Linked DNA regions of Hordeum vulgare: region 2 is linked to region 1. The links are chromatin contacts, called in public Hi-C maps. All regions are on one chromosome and are shown on one strand. The core of a region is the stretch at or near the end of the contact, and the rest is flanking DNA. Distances in the headings are between cores, read along the strand shown.

Region 1 (6,570 bases), core at 2,051-4,550:
GTGGACAACTCTTGCAGACAAACAGCTCGGCGACCAATAATAAAACAACGAACACATGAAGAAATATACGACCGTTTTTCACCATGTGGCGCGGGCGCGGGAACGGCGGCTCGATCGCCACACTCACATGACAATCTCGGGCTTGAGGATGCTGGACTTGATCTCCTTGTGCGGGAGCACGACGCCGCCGTTGCTGTACACCTCGTCGCAGACGTGCACGTCCTCGCCGAGGATGGTCATGTTCTCCACGCGCGCCCACTTGCCCACCGTCGAGTGCCACCCCACGATGCTGCCGGAGATGCACGCGTGCTTCTTCACGCGCGCGCCACGCATCACGGTGCACCTCGACAGCCGCACCCCGGCCTCCACCACGCACCCGGGGCCGACGGCCACGTCCGGCCCGATCAGGCACCCTTCCCCGATCGTCGCCGTCTCGTGGACCAGCACGTTGCCCAGGACGTGCGCGCCGGAGGCCAGCCTCGCCGGTGACCTCTTCCTCAGGGACTCCAGGTAGAGCCTCAGCCCCGTGATGTAGTCCCTCGGCTGCCCGATGTCCATCCAGAACCCCGGCAGCACCATGGCGAACAGGCCCTTGTCCGCGGCGATACGCGGGAACACCTCCTTCTCGATGGACGTCGGCTTCAGCTCGATGCGGTCCAGCACCGACGGGCTCAGCAGGTAGATGCCGGCGTTGATCTTGTTGCCCACGAACACCTTGGGCTTCTCCACGAACCGCTCCACCTTCCCGGTCTCCTCCTCCGTCACCACCACGCCGTACTTGGAAGGCTCGTCCACCTTTTCATTTTATTATAACCCCCATTAGCGACATTTCTCAGCATACTAATCATATGGACAGTTGGACACCCATCCTTCAAGGCTAATTCTACTCGTGACCAGGCCTTGGTCACCACGTACCTTGGTGACCATGATCGTGGCCTCGCCGCCATGGGACTTGTGGAACTCGATGAGCTCTGCGAACGGGTACTCGCTGATCACGTCACTGTTGAGGACGAAGAAAGGCTCGCCGGATCCGTCGTCGAGCTTGTCGCGGGCCAGGGCCAGCGGTCCGGCGGTTCCCATTGGCTCTGTCTCCTGGGAACAGGTGATCTTGATGCCAAGCTTGCTCTCGAAGTCCTTGAGAAAGTTGAGCATGACCTGCAATTTGTTTGACCAACGCAAAACTGTGAGATCTGGGATTATGAGGAAACAACAGTTTTCCAAGGCGTGGCATGCCATGTCAATTACCTCTGGCTGGTAATTGATCGCCAGGACAACTTCTGTGACTCCCACATCTTTCAGAGCCTCGATCTGGTGAGAAAAGCATTACCAAACAAATTAATCACAACATGCACTGAACAATTCCCAAATCGTTCAGAGCCTCGATCTGGTGAGGAAGTCATTGCAAGAAATAAAATTCACAAGATACACTGAACAATTAAAGTCAAAGCGAAAAAAACGGATGCTTAAAACAGATGTTAATTTGCTCAGGACAGGGAAATGGTCAATTATTGGTTACCCCTTTTAAAAATCCATATATTTTGTTTCTACCATCACAATTATTTGAGACACAGATGGTGATGCATACAGGTCGATGACTGTTGCAGTCAGGAATCTATTCACGTGGATCCACCTAGCAAATCATGCATTGATGACACCTTGCAAGGCGTGACAAGACAGGCAAATGATAAGATGATTGAACTACATAATACTGCTTTTCATTTTGCCTGCACTGCAATTTCCCCAAAAATTACCCCTCCTCGTAGCATGGTAATAATATTATTCATCCTGAATAACTGAAGCATGTTGAATAAGAAATAAATTATGGAGTATTTGTGCTGACCTGGTGCAGGATCATGGGCTTGTTGGCGAAATCGACGAGCGGTTTGGGCACGCTGAGCGTCAGCGGCCGCAGGCGGGTGCCGAATCCTCCCACAAGAATGAGGGCCTTCATGGTCGCAGTCCTCCTAACTCAACCTCCGCACTCTGTGAAACTGCAACAAGCAACAGAAGAAGAAACGAATGAGATGATCTGATCCAGACTCTGTGGTCACGGAGGATCGGAGTATGTAGATGCCATGTGTCCCAAGACAGCGACCATATTTGCATCGGCAAAAGCAGCGGGAATTTGCACGGTCAATTCAAGGAGCAAGAAAATAGTACATACATACGAGAACATAGGAAAGGAAAAAAAAGGCATCATTGATTTGAAAGGATTGAGATAGAAGGACGACCTGATCTACTAAAGCTGGGGACAATCTGCGGCCTCGTTCGGGAGACGGGATTTTTCTCAGATTTAAGGAAGCAGGGGATGGTCCTTTATGCGGTAGTGGGTGAGGAGGAAGACGGCGAAAATGCAGGTCGAAGAAATAGATGAGATGCCGGCGAAGGTGGCATGGAGGGGCCGCTCCACTTTAAGCCAAATCCGTCCATCCATCCGTCAATCTTACCAACCTACGTGCTGTTGAAAAATGTAGTGTGCCGGACGCATGAATTGCTGTCGTGTTGCTTCCACCGGAAAACCAACCCAAATACCGCTAGATCTCCAGCCAACAGCCCGGCACAAAACACAAAAAGAACCGAGCTTTATTCTGTTGATCCTCCTTGGCTCCTTCTCCGTGACGCCTCTATTTTTGGTTCCGGAGCCAAAATGATTTACAGACTGGATCCATGATGAAGATGGAGATGAGACGAGCAAAGACGACGAAACGAAAGTGGTGGCCTCGCAACCGTCGAGCTCCAGCACCCACCGAACCAACCCCGCACGTAAGATAACAAACAGAGGGGGAGACGAGAAGTGCTGATGAACAGCGCGGGGTTTGCTGGGTGCAGATCTGGCCTCCTGCCGCGTCGAGGAACCAGACCGCCGCCTCTCTCGCTACCATGATGTCATGGCCAGGCCGAGGGAGGAGCAGCTCTAATGGCGTAGGTGGATAGATAGAACATTCAAACGCGTAGCGGCCAAGAACAGAGCAAGGGACGAGATCGATCAGCGTGGCGCTGCGCGCGCACGTACGTACCTCGACAAGAGGGCGGCCGGCCGAGCAGAAGACAGCGGTGCGCCCGAGTCGTCCTCCTCCGGGGCCTCGTCAACGGCGGGCGCCGAGGAGGAGGAGAATTGGGGCGGTGGGAATTGAGGATGGAGGGAGGGACAGGTCAGAGAGGGGGGAAGGGAAAACCGTCGGCTGGGTCGCGGGATCGCTGATAGCCAACGACGCGGCGCTGGTTTTATACTGGTGGCTTCCTCGCTGCCTCCGGCTGCTGCGTGGGATTGACGGTTTGACACTGCCTGGCTTCCGCCCTAATGAACCCCGGTAACCTTTTTCCCCTCTTCGGATTCATCATCTGCTTCCTCTGTTCGTTTCTTTTGGCAATGATGATTTGCTGTCCACCCGCCGACGCGCGATCCAGCAGCGGGGCCGGCCGGCCGCCAGCTTATCCGCGGCGCGTGAATGGCCTGTGGGCGCGAGCGTTATTACCTTCCTGTTTTACAGGGCAAAGTTTTCTGTTAGTACTACAGTTATTCCCTCTGTTCCATCTCGTACAGTTAGTTGCTCTAAGATGACCCTTTCCAATGGATATGTACGATGATAAGATATGGATATAGATGTCCCGTGACAAAGGTAGCTTGAGCCATCTATATTGACTTTTTTTTCTCCAATACAATCTATCATCAAGATGCCTCATTAAAAAAATAAAAAATAAAAACTCTAATGCACATGCATCTCTACTTTTTACTCTAAACTTTTCAGCTTTTTACATCCGATAACACATTTTCTCTTCAAGCACCCGCCTCCTCGAAAGGATTCCGCTTCCTTATCCGAACATATTTTTCCTGACATCCGATCCTACATATCATGCGGGGCGTCACCTTGAGGCTATGCATTGTACATGTCCTAAGGCAACTCCAACGCGGATAGCCGTCCTATCCAATGTCATCTTAGAAAATCTAACAACGCCGTATAACTCGCAAAACTATAAAATAACCATCGGTTTACAGTTTTAGATGGAAAACGATTCAAATAAAACCCGTAGACGACTTTGACCTGTAAATTTTTTAAGGGAGACAGTAAAAAGCTTTTCCCTATTTGCAAAAACATAATTTTTACGTCCGTTTTTACTATGTCCTGTATAGAGAGAAAGCAGTTGACGGAAGCCTAAATGGCACGAAAACTTCCGCGTTCGTCGTCCACGTCTGTTGTGCACCGTCCTGCTCGTCCCCGGATGCCAGCCGCTCGCCCGGCCGCTGCGCTCGCCCGCGTCCACTCGAATCGATTCAGCTAGCTAGATAGATCCTTCGTCCGCTCGAATCGATTAAGCGAGCTATCTAGCTAGCTCGTGGATGGATTCAGCTAGCTACACCTACGGTGACCACTGCTTCGTGTTTGGCCGTTTTGATTGATTCTAGACGGAAACTCAAGCACCTACGATGAAGAAGGAGCTCCTGGCGATCCGGCCACACACGAGCTAGTTTTGTGCGTTGTCTTGAACGCCGATGGTTTCGTATTTGACTGTTTCGTGCGCTGTTCATGGACATGGTCGAGAGAAAGAAAAAGACGTGGAAAAGAATATAAAGTGAATGCTTGATTTTATAGTTTAACTTTAAGGGTTCTGTTCGGCCACAGCTCAAACCGATCCTTAAAACACGTTCTCCGCGAACTGAAAACGCATTGTTTAGTGGGTCTGCTAAGAAATTTGTGTGAACTCATCTAGATACGTTTTTAATTGATGCGGATACCTTAACTGAAGACACTGATTGTATGCAAAACTTACGGAATTTGTGCGCATGGATAATGGATATTCGTACCCGTAAAATATATGGAGAGAGCATGGATATGAAATTGCGTCCATGGATATCCCAATCGATACCCAAAAAATGAATAAATGAAAACAGCTCCAATAACATGTGAGGTCAACATCCAACTCCAATGAGCCAACCCTAAACATCTTATTCCCTACACGAACATGGTTCATAAGCATGCAAACACTAGTCGCTCTCCTCTTAGATCCTATGTTACTCCTCAAAACGATGAAACATTGACCCATTGCCGCAAGTCTCTTGTCCAAATTTCGATCCAGCAATCCTGAGTTCCCACGGCCGCCTCCCATTGTGTTAGGCTTCCACAATCATTGCTCGTACTCCCTTGCCACCTCCAAGAGGCCACACATCAGAGGAGGTCGTGTCAGTGTTAGATTGCTTGCCCATCATCACTTGAATTTTAGACTTATTTCTTTACTTTTTCAAACGTAAGTGTTATATGTCGTACGCATTGGGTGTAGGTCTGTATGATACCAATCGTATTGGCATGGGTGTCAATTCGTGCATACGGGTATTAAAAGTGAGTGGGTATAGAAAGTTTTTGTGGGTATGAGTTTTGGAAAATGTCTGTTGTACCCACCCATACCCTACGCATTATCATCCACAAGTTTGTCGATGTCTAGACCTTCGCCATGTAGACCTTCGACACGCTCGGACTCGGTCCACCCAAAAACCAAATCCCAAGCTTTTTTCAACTTGGTTCCTTCCCATGTGTTATGTATTCACATTTATCAATAACCGACACCCCTAATGTACCACCTCGTCAGCCGCTCAGGCATTGCTGGACCTCTGCAGCTCCACCCATGCACCTTCTCGCCTTGTACTCCATTGTTGTTCCATCCTGGATCATGGCATTCCATCCTTGATCCCGCTGAAACCAAGGTATCATATGCGTCCCTACCAATGTCCTCCATGCCAGACGTTATGCCCGACAAATGTTCGGTCAAATGGCATTGCCAACTTTTTTTACGTTCTCGAGCAACATGATGGATTCAGACTAGTACTTCTACTACGATTTCATGGAGTTGTCTTCGTCAGATGTGGATGAGTAATATGATAATGAAACAATGATGATGAGTGGTTCTTGCAGATGCGGTGCGTGCGAAGGAGCATGTTCTCAGCTACAAGGGTCCAACAAAGGGACATCAAGTGTTGAATCGAAATATGGCAAGGGAGCATATGATGTTGCTCGACTACTACTTTGCCTGATGGGCTATTCGAGCCCTAGTTCTGTCATTGTTTTTTGCATGTGGAGACAAGTGTTCGGACACATCTACCATGGTGTTCGAGTCTATGGTGATTACTTCATCCTAGAAAAGGATGCCATTGGACCAATTGGGTTCTCTGGTTACCAGAAGTGTAGTGTTACAATGAGGATGCTTGCCTATGGCATGACCATATATTCGTGGGATGAACACCGCCAAATTTTTGAAAGCACATGATTCGAAGCGATGGTCAACATTGCTACTGTGGTGATGAAAGTGTTTGTGCGAAGTACTTGAGAGAACCGACTCCCACCGACACAACAATGCTCATGGAAATTGGAGAAGCAAAAGGGTTTTCGGGTATGCAAAGATTCCTGGGTTGCATGCACTGAAAATGGAAGAAGTGGCCATATGCTCAACAATGGTAATCAAAGGTCAATGCAAAAGGGCCACCATCATTCTTGAAGTTGTTGCATCATATGACCACTTTTTGGCATGTCTGTCTTTCACAGTGACGTCAACGGGTTGTATCGGTCTCTATTGTTTGCA
Region 2 (6,570 bases), core at 1,789-4,288, 280 kb before region 1:
TCAGCTAGACCAGAAGGTTGCAAAAATCTGCTCACACACACAAATACAAAATGGGTGAAACTAAAACAGATAAAGTATCATACGCCTGACATACTGAAGTTATCTGATAGTTGACAGCTCATTCGCCGATTATTAAACCCACTTGATCAGCAGCATGTAGCGAAAGCCGATATGCGAGTTCATGGACGCATGTAGTAATTTTCAAATGTTGCAAAAACTATCTCAAAATGAAGCAGATGTAACTTTAAAGGTTGCCGGTCTGTTTTTCTTTTTGTCAAGATTATTGCAGACAAACTTTGTATATTGCAGCGGTTTTCTCAGAAAATGTGGGATATTTTTTCTCCAGCAATGGCACAATATCGATTCAGATTATAGGCGTTACTGCATAAATGTTTGAACCTGATACTGCACATTTTTGCTAAACTAGGTAAATGGATCTACCAATGGAAGACGCAAGTCCATTAAGCGTTAGGAAAGGAGTGGACTGGACAGTGTGCTACTCCCTCCGTCCGGAATTACTTGTCGCTCAAATGGATGTATCTAGATACATCCATTTGAGCGACAAGTAATTCCAGACGGAGGGAGTATTTTGCAATTGAAACTGAACACTGACCTATTAGTGCAGGATACACATCAGTTAAGAAAGGAGCAGACCCGTTTGGCCATGGCATGGTGTCTATTCCAATATTCCGGTCCACATCAGTTGACATAGCGCTAGTCGCTCGGGAAAAGAAAATCAAATAACAGTGAAAAACAAGCAGAAGCTGGTGGATCCCACAAAGAAATGCAGCGGCAAGAAATGAAGGTTGCCGTATGTCATTCTGATGATATGTAGCATGCTAAGAGCATCACTAGTAGTACCCTCAAACCCTCAAATCCTTAAAAAATAATTGCTTTTTTACAGTTTGCGAGCAAAAAAACGCGTAGACTAGAACCCCTTAACCCTCAAACCCTCAAAAAAATTTGAGGATCCAACCCTCAAACTCCCTCCCAACCTGTAGAAGTGAGGGTTGGGGAGCGAAAACTACCCCAGCCCTCAAACCGTTCCATCGTCGCGCGGGAGGGACTTTTCCCCGTCCCCAACCGCCGCCGCCATTCCGGCCACCCGCCCGCCGCCATTCCGACCGAGCCGCGCGACCGCCCCCGCCGCCCCAAGCCGCCGCCGCGCCCCGCCCCCTCGACCTCCCCCAGCCGCCGCCCCCGCACCAGGCCGCCTGCCGCGCCCCGCCCCCCATCCGCCCGCCGCCTCCCGCAGCCAGAGGCAGGCCGGCCCCAGGCCTCCTCGAGCTCTCCTCGCCGCCGCGCTAGAGGCGAGACGGGCCAGAGGCAGCCGCGCCGCCCCGAGCTCTCCTGTTTTTGCCCCTGTTTTTGTTATAAGGGTTGGGTTTGAGGGTTCTAGTCTTTGCCCCTGTTTTTCAACCCTTAAAAGTGCCAAAAAATGCAAATTCTCAACCCTTAAAACTTGTTTGAGGGTTTGAGGGTACTACTAGTGATGCTCTAACACTATGTTACATGACATCCACTAGAACAAAGATTAAAAGCAGGGATTTGTGATTCAGTTCACTAAATCAAGGTCATGTGAGGAAAGTAGCAACTAATGTTCTATCTCCAAAAATGAATGAAACAGAACAGGAGTAACTCACTTTGCAAACCCGAAGTCAGCAATCTTTAAGATGGAAGTTCCATTATTTGAAACAAGAAGAATGTTCTGTTTGGACAAGCATAAAAAATCATAATTCAATGGTTTGATAAAATTATCAAGCAACTATATTGAGAGATAGCATTTCTTTTGTGAGACTCTTGATCAGGAAATACACAGAGAAATGTAAACCAACAGTTGACAGCGATAACTGACCTGTGGTTTAAGATCCCGATGAACCACATTACTTTCACGAAGTTTCTGCAGACCACATGCTGCAGAAACAAAAGATTTATGAACAAGGCACATGACATGAATCAAGCATGGGAAGGAACGGTAGATGGCGGAAGATACTTGCCTAGCTGCCGAATGAAATGCTTAGCAACAGTTTCAGGAACCCTTTTATGCCGTAGAAGATATGCGTACAAGTCACCACCTCGACAATACTCCAATATGAGATATATCCTCCCACCATCCTAAAAGACATACACACGACATATATCACTTCATTGTCAATAAGGAAAAACAGTTATTCTTCTGGAATCTACTACTGAGGATAAAAATTAAATTTTGCTCAATTCTTCAATTTTTTCCCTGAATCTATGTGGATAGGACTAGGAGGAGGGTGGAGACATCAAGTTCCAACGTATCCTTTGCTTGGGTTGTCTACCAAGCGAGCATTCCAAACCAAATCGAACTAGAGATCGCCATCAGCGGGTCCCAATTCTAGCATATATCAGGCTAATAATGCACAGCAGACATCGGCATAAACAAGTAAACAAAAGTAACAGATCGAAAGCAATTGCGCAAGAGAGAGAGAGAGAGAGAGAGAGGTACCCTACCCTAATGGAGTCGTGGAGCGCGATGATGTTGGGGTGCGTGATGCGGCGAAGGATGTCGACCTCGGAGAGGAGGCTGTCGCGGAGCTTGGCGCTGAGGCGGTCCATGGCGATCTCCTTGACGGCCACCTCGGTGCCCCGCGCGACGTGCTTCCCGAGCCAGACCTGCGAGTAGGCTCCCGACCCGATCGGGCGCAGCAGCACGTACTCCCCCACCCGCCGCCCGCCCCCGCCCCCGCCGCCGCGGTCCTCCATCCCCCGCCTGCTCGGGGGCTCTAGGGCGCCGTCGCGATTTACCCGCCCGGCGCTGGGGGAGGAGAGGAGGGACTCGAGATTCCGGCGCTGGGGGAGAAGGGAAGCAACCGTGTAGGCGTTGGTGTTGCTGCGGAACAACAACGTGAAGACGGAGCAGAGAAGAGGAAAAAGAAAATGAGAAGGACTTGTTCACTCGGCGGCGTGCGTGGTTTCGATGGTTATCCCTATCCGCTGCCCTCGCCAGATTCCCCAGTCTTTTGCAAGATTCTCCCTCCCTCCCCTCTCCCTCTCCCTGCTGCCGGAATATCATATATCCGCTTCTGCGTCATCAATCATGTATTCATGCTGCTATACTATTTTGTTTATTTTCTCTATATATAAAAAAAGTAAACCCTCTATTTCGAATTATTAGATGTTTTATTACTGTATAAAAATATAATCAGATGTGTGTAGACGCGTTTTAGTGCGTGTGTTTGTCTTGACTATGAATTTGGTCGGAATCGTCGTGTGAGGTGGACGGAGATATGTGTATAGGACGGATGATGCGTCGAGCGGGGGTCAATTGCTACCAGAAGGAAACACGACGCCTCACGTCATCGCTTGCTGGTTGGTGCTCGCTCCCGCTGCTGCTGCTCGGCAGTCGGCACGTAGGCCACCCGACCAAAAGCACACTCCAGGTTTTAACAAGTGGCACACAAGAACGAAGCAATATGCCAATATATACATACAAGACTTTTTCAGATGGGCGAAGAGCGGCAGCACATGGAATTGTTGCGGAACACAAGCGGGCTTTACACGGCAGTACTTGTCACGCATGTTACAGAGCATACATGCCACATGAGGAAGTGACTTCAACTTTGCAAATTTACAGGAGCACTCCTCACCTGCTGTTAGACTTCACAATCGCCAGACACGGATATGATGCATTAGAGGAACCTGATGGACGCCACCAAGGAAAACTGCAGTTTCATCACACCGGAAAAGCAAAGCAAGGGCCTGTCAAAAGTCAAACGGCAATCCTTTTCAGAGCACAGATGTCTCCGTTTCAGAGTTAGTTCCCTGAGCCCCCCAACTGAACTGCAATTAGTTGTAAACTCGTATGATCGACGGCAACGGCATGGAGGTGGAAAGGCTATAGCCCCTGGGGTCTCCACCCGAGCTCCTTGCACTGCTGTTCATCGGGCTGCAGGCTGTTCGGTATCGCGCCAAACACGCAGCGGGCGGCTTCAAACCCGGAGATGGTGTTGTGAAAGAATGCCGACGCCTCTTCCATGTTCTTCTTCAGCTCATCCGGGTTGATGTACATGAAACGCTGCGACGAGGAAGGGTGCTGCTTGGCGGGCGTGGCTGGTGCGATATCCGCAACCCTGACAAACCTCTCTGTCGCCGCCTCCCAGGAAAGCTCATGCCTCAGTTCCTCTGTCAGTGGGATCGGCTCTTCTGTCAGTGCTTTCATGGTTAGCCTCACAAACTCTTTCTCCATGCTGTACATGTGGCAGTTGGGAAATCTTTTGAAAAACTCGTTCGAAGGATGGTTTGCGCAGATCACAATCTTCCCCATCGCCAAGGCTTCTGCAGTTGTGGTGCACACTACATCTGTTGTGCTTGGGTTTATGAAAACCTTGTAGCTGAAACAAACAATAGAATATAACTCAGCTGGATTAGAAATAAATTGATGACATAAAGCACTTGTCATGAAATGAATAGCTCGAACTAGCACTAGTAGCTACCAAAACGCTTGTGTGGCCCCTTTGGTGCACAGGAAAAAAGATAAATTAAGGAATAGGGAAAACACAGGATCTCACTCGTGAAATATTGAATCTGCATGGTCGCGACCAGGATAGACTCTAACGTCCAGATTGAGTTTCTCAGCTGATGCTTTAACTTCATCTGAATCTTCTCCACTGCCATACAGCTCCATCTTGAGACCAGACAATTCCTTTTGGTGCTTCTGAAGCAGGTGGAGCAGCTCTGTGTAGCCTTTACTCCAGACCATCTTTCCAATATAATATGCACCCTTGAAGAATGATTGCTCTCTTTGAGATATTTGTTGATGCTTTAATTTGCCAATTTCAATAAATTTCGGGTTTACTCCATGAACATTACAAATTACAGATCTCGGGACTTCCTGAGTTGCTCCCGATAATCTTATAACCTAGATAAACATCACAGGCAACAAAAGGTCAGAAACTGCACATAACAAAATATTAAAAAATAGACAAAGAAACTATTGTCCTCAAGAAGAGAAAATGGAGCACATGTTTGCATACCAAATCATGGATGGAATGATGTTCTTGTACCAATACATATATGAATTTATTGACCAATCATGAATGCATTACAGCAGTGCATTATGCAGTTGCCATAATGGTTTACGGTGCAGATAACAAGTGGGGCAGCCCTAGGTAGACAATAACTGCCAAAAAATATGGACCAGCTTTGTCTGAATGCTATACAAATATGGTAATTACATGTATGCTATCGATGTTAAATTGGCGACTATGTATCCATGAAATCATCTATAAAGATATTCAGCTTACTGAGAGGTTTCATAAAACCAACTGGATGTTAATACTTAATGAAATGCTTGAAATACAATGAGGTGACGGTAAACAGAATAGAAAATAAAACTGCTAACCTTATGGCAGTAGATGTCGGTGACCCAAGAATTGATATGTTTTAAGAGAAATGCGTGAATGTACCCATTTCTCTCCCTCTTCACGTATTCCAGATAGTTGGTGTGAACAACACCTATAACTTTACGGAATTTGTTTTTCCACCTCCGGCCATGATGGTACCAGGTAAGATGTTCTGGCTCTTCTAGAACTGCAATATCTGCGTTTTCATCAGATATCGTCTCGGTTATATCCCCAACAGGTAGAATGCTTCTTTTCTCTGTCGAAAACTGCATATGAACATAGTTAGACTAGTCTACCGTGCGATAAAATATAAAGAATATTACTAACACTAACTCAATTTATGCTGCCCCTTTCGTAGATGCATGGTGGCAAGTACTAAGTCGTTAGATAGTTTCCCTCTCCCTCTATTGCTATGCTCAATTTACTGCTCTATCATGTGTATCACCAAAGGGGTGAATGCAAGTTATGTACTATCCAGTACTCCTCAGTTTCTGCTCGTCCTGCGCTCAAATACCACAGACTCTCTCCTAGTTACAGCATTATTATTTTTGCAGGAAAAAAAATACTAGTTACACTATTGCAAGTACTGGTCTACTGGATACGTAAACGCTTCAAAAATTAATCACCTACAACACTCAGTATCCAACAAGGAGGCAGGAGATACCATTCTACAACATTTTAATTCCACAAGTAATTTAAGTTCATAAAGTTGCCTGTGGTGTACAGTTGCATAGATAGGGCCAAACAATTGGAAGGCTTCATTTGCGCTTTCCACACAACAAGCACATATATTCAAGGGATATTTACAACATGATAACACAAGGTAAGGATATATGTTGCCAAATTGTTCGAATTTACCTTCCCAGGATAGAAATTTATGTTGAATCTCGGCAACGGCCCAGTCCGCTCCTCAAGCCACCGCCGCACATAGCCTTCTTGTTCCGCCGGCCCACTGAATTTCATCTTGTTAGGATAGACCAGCGTCTGGTCCCCCTTTGACAGCCACGGCACCACCAGCGTGACCTCCCAGTCCCGGGCCTTGGCGAGGTAAGCGGCCCGGAACAGAGGGTTGACAGCAGTGCCGGTCATCCACGGCAGGCTCGCCGTGGTGAATATTGTGATGTGCTGCCTCCTCGCCATCGCCATAGCCTCGCAGACCACCCCACCGCACACGGCCACTGCATGCAATTTCCAAGGA

What was found. Hi-C and Micro-C count contacts between places; a contact is called where the count stands out from the background.
Region 2: a Hi-C map of leaf shows a contact between it and region 1, with 6 times the contacts expected there. The contact joins the promoter of LOC123449047 here to the promoter of LOC123449043 in region 1. A contact is called at or near these places in 5 of 6 Hi-C or Micro-C datasets (leaf, seedling and an unstated tissue) and 1 of 1 datasets of contacts at active chromatin or transcription factors (embryo).

What each region holds. Positions count from the first base shown.
Region 1 is chr4H:481,967,952-481,974,521 of MorexV3_pseudomolecules_assembly, reverse strand. It overlaps LOC123449043 (probable mannose-1-phosphate guanylyltransferase 1), which reads right to left and starts at 3,300. Exons shown (of 5, transcript XM_045126112.1): 1 at 3,018-3,300; 2 at 1,841-1,991; 3 at 1,246-1,308; 4 at 916-1,155; 5 at 1-795. The coding sequence starts at 1,951. The coding sequence ends at 124.
Region 2 is chr4H:482,247,522-482,254,091 of MorexV3_pseudomolecules_assembly, reverse strand. It overlaps LOC123449047 (serine/threonine-protein kinase ATG1c-like), which reads right to left and starts at 3,038. Exons shown (of 13, transcript XM_045126117.1): 1 at 2,482-3,038; 2 at 1,998-2,115; 3 at 1,856-1,914; 4 at 1,644-1,708; 5 at 1-27. The coding sequence starts at 2,733. It overlaps LOC123449044 (digalactosyldiacylglycerol synthase 2, chloroplastic-like), which reads right to left. Exons shown (of 5, transcript XM_045126114.1): 2 at 6,231-6,550; 3 at 5,372-5,638; 4 at 4,539-4,888; 5 at 3,436-4,361. The coding sequence starts at 6,518. The coding sequence ends at 3,866.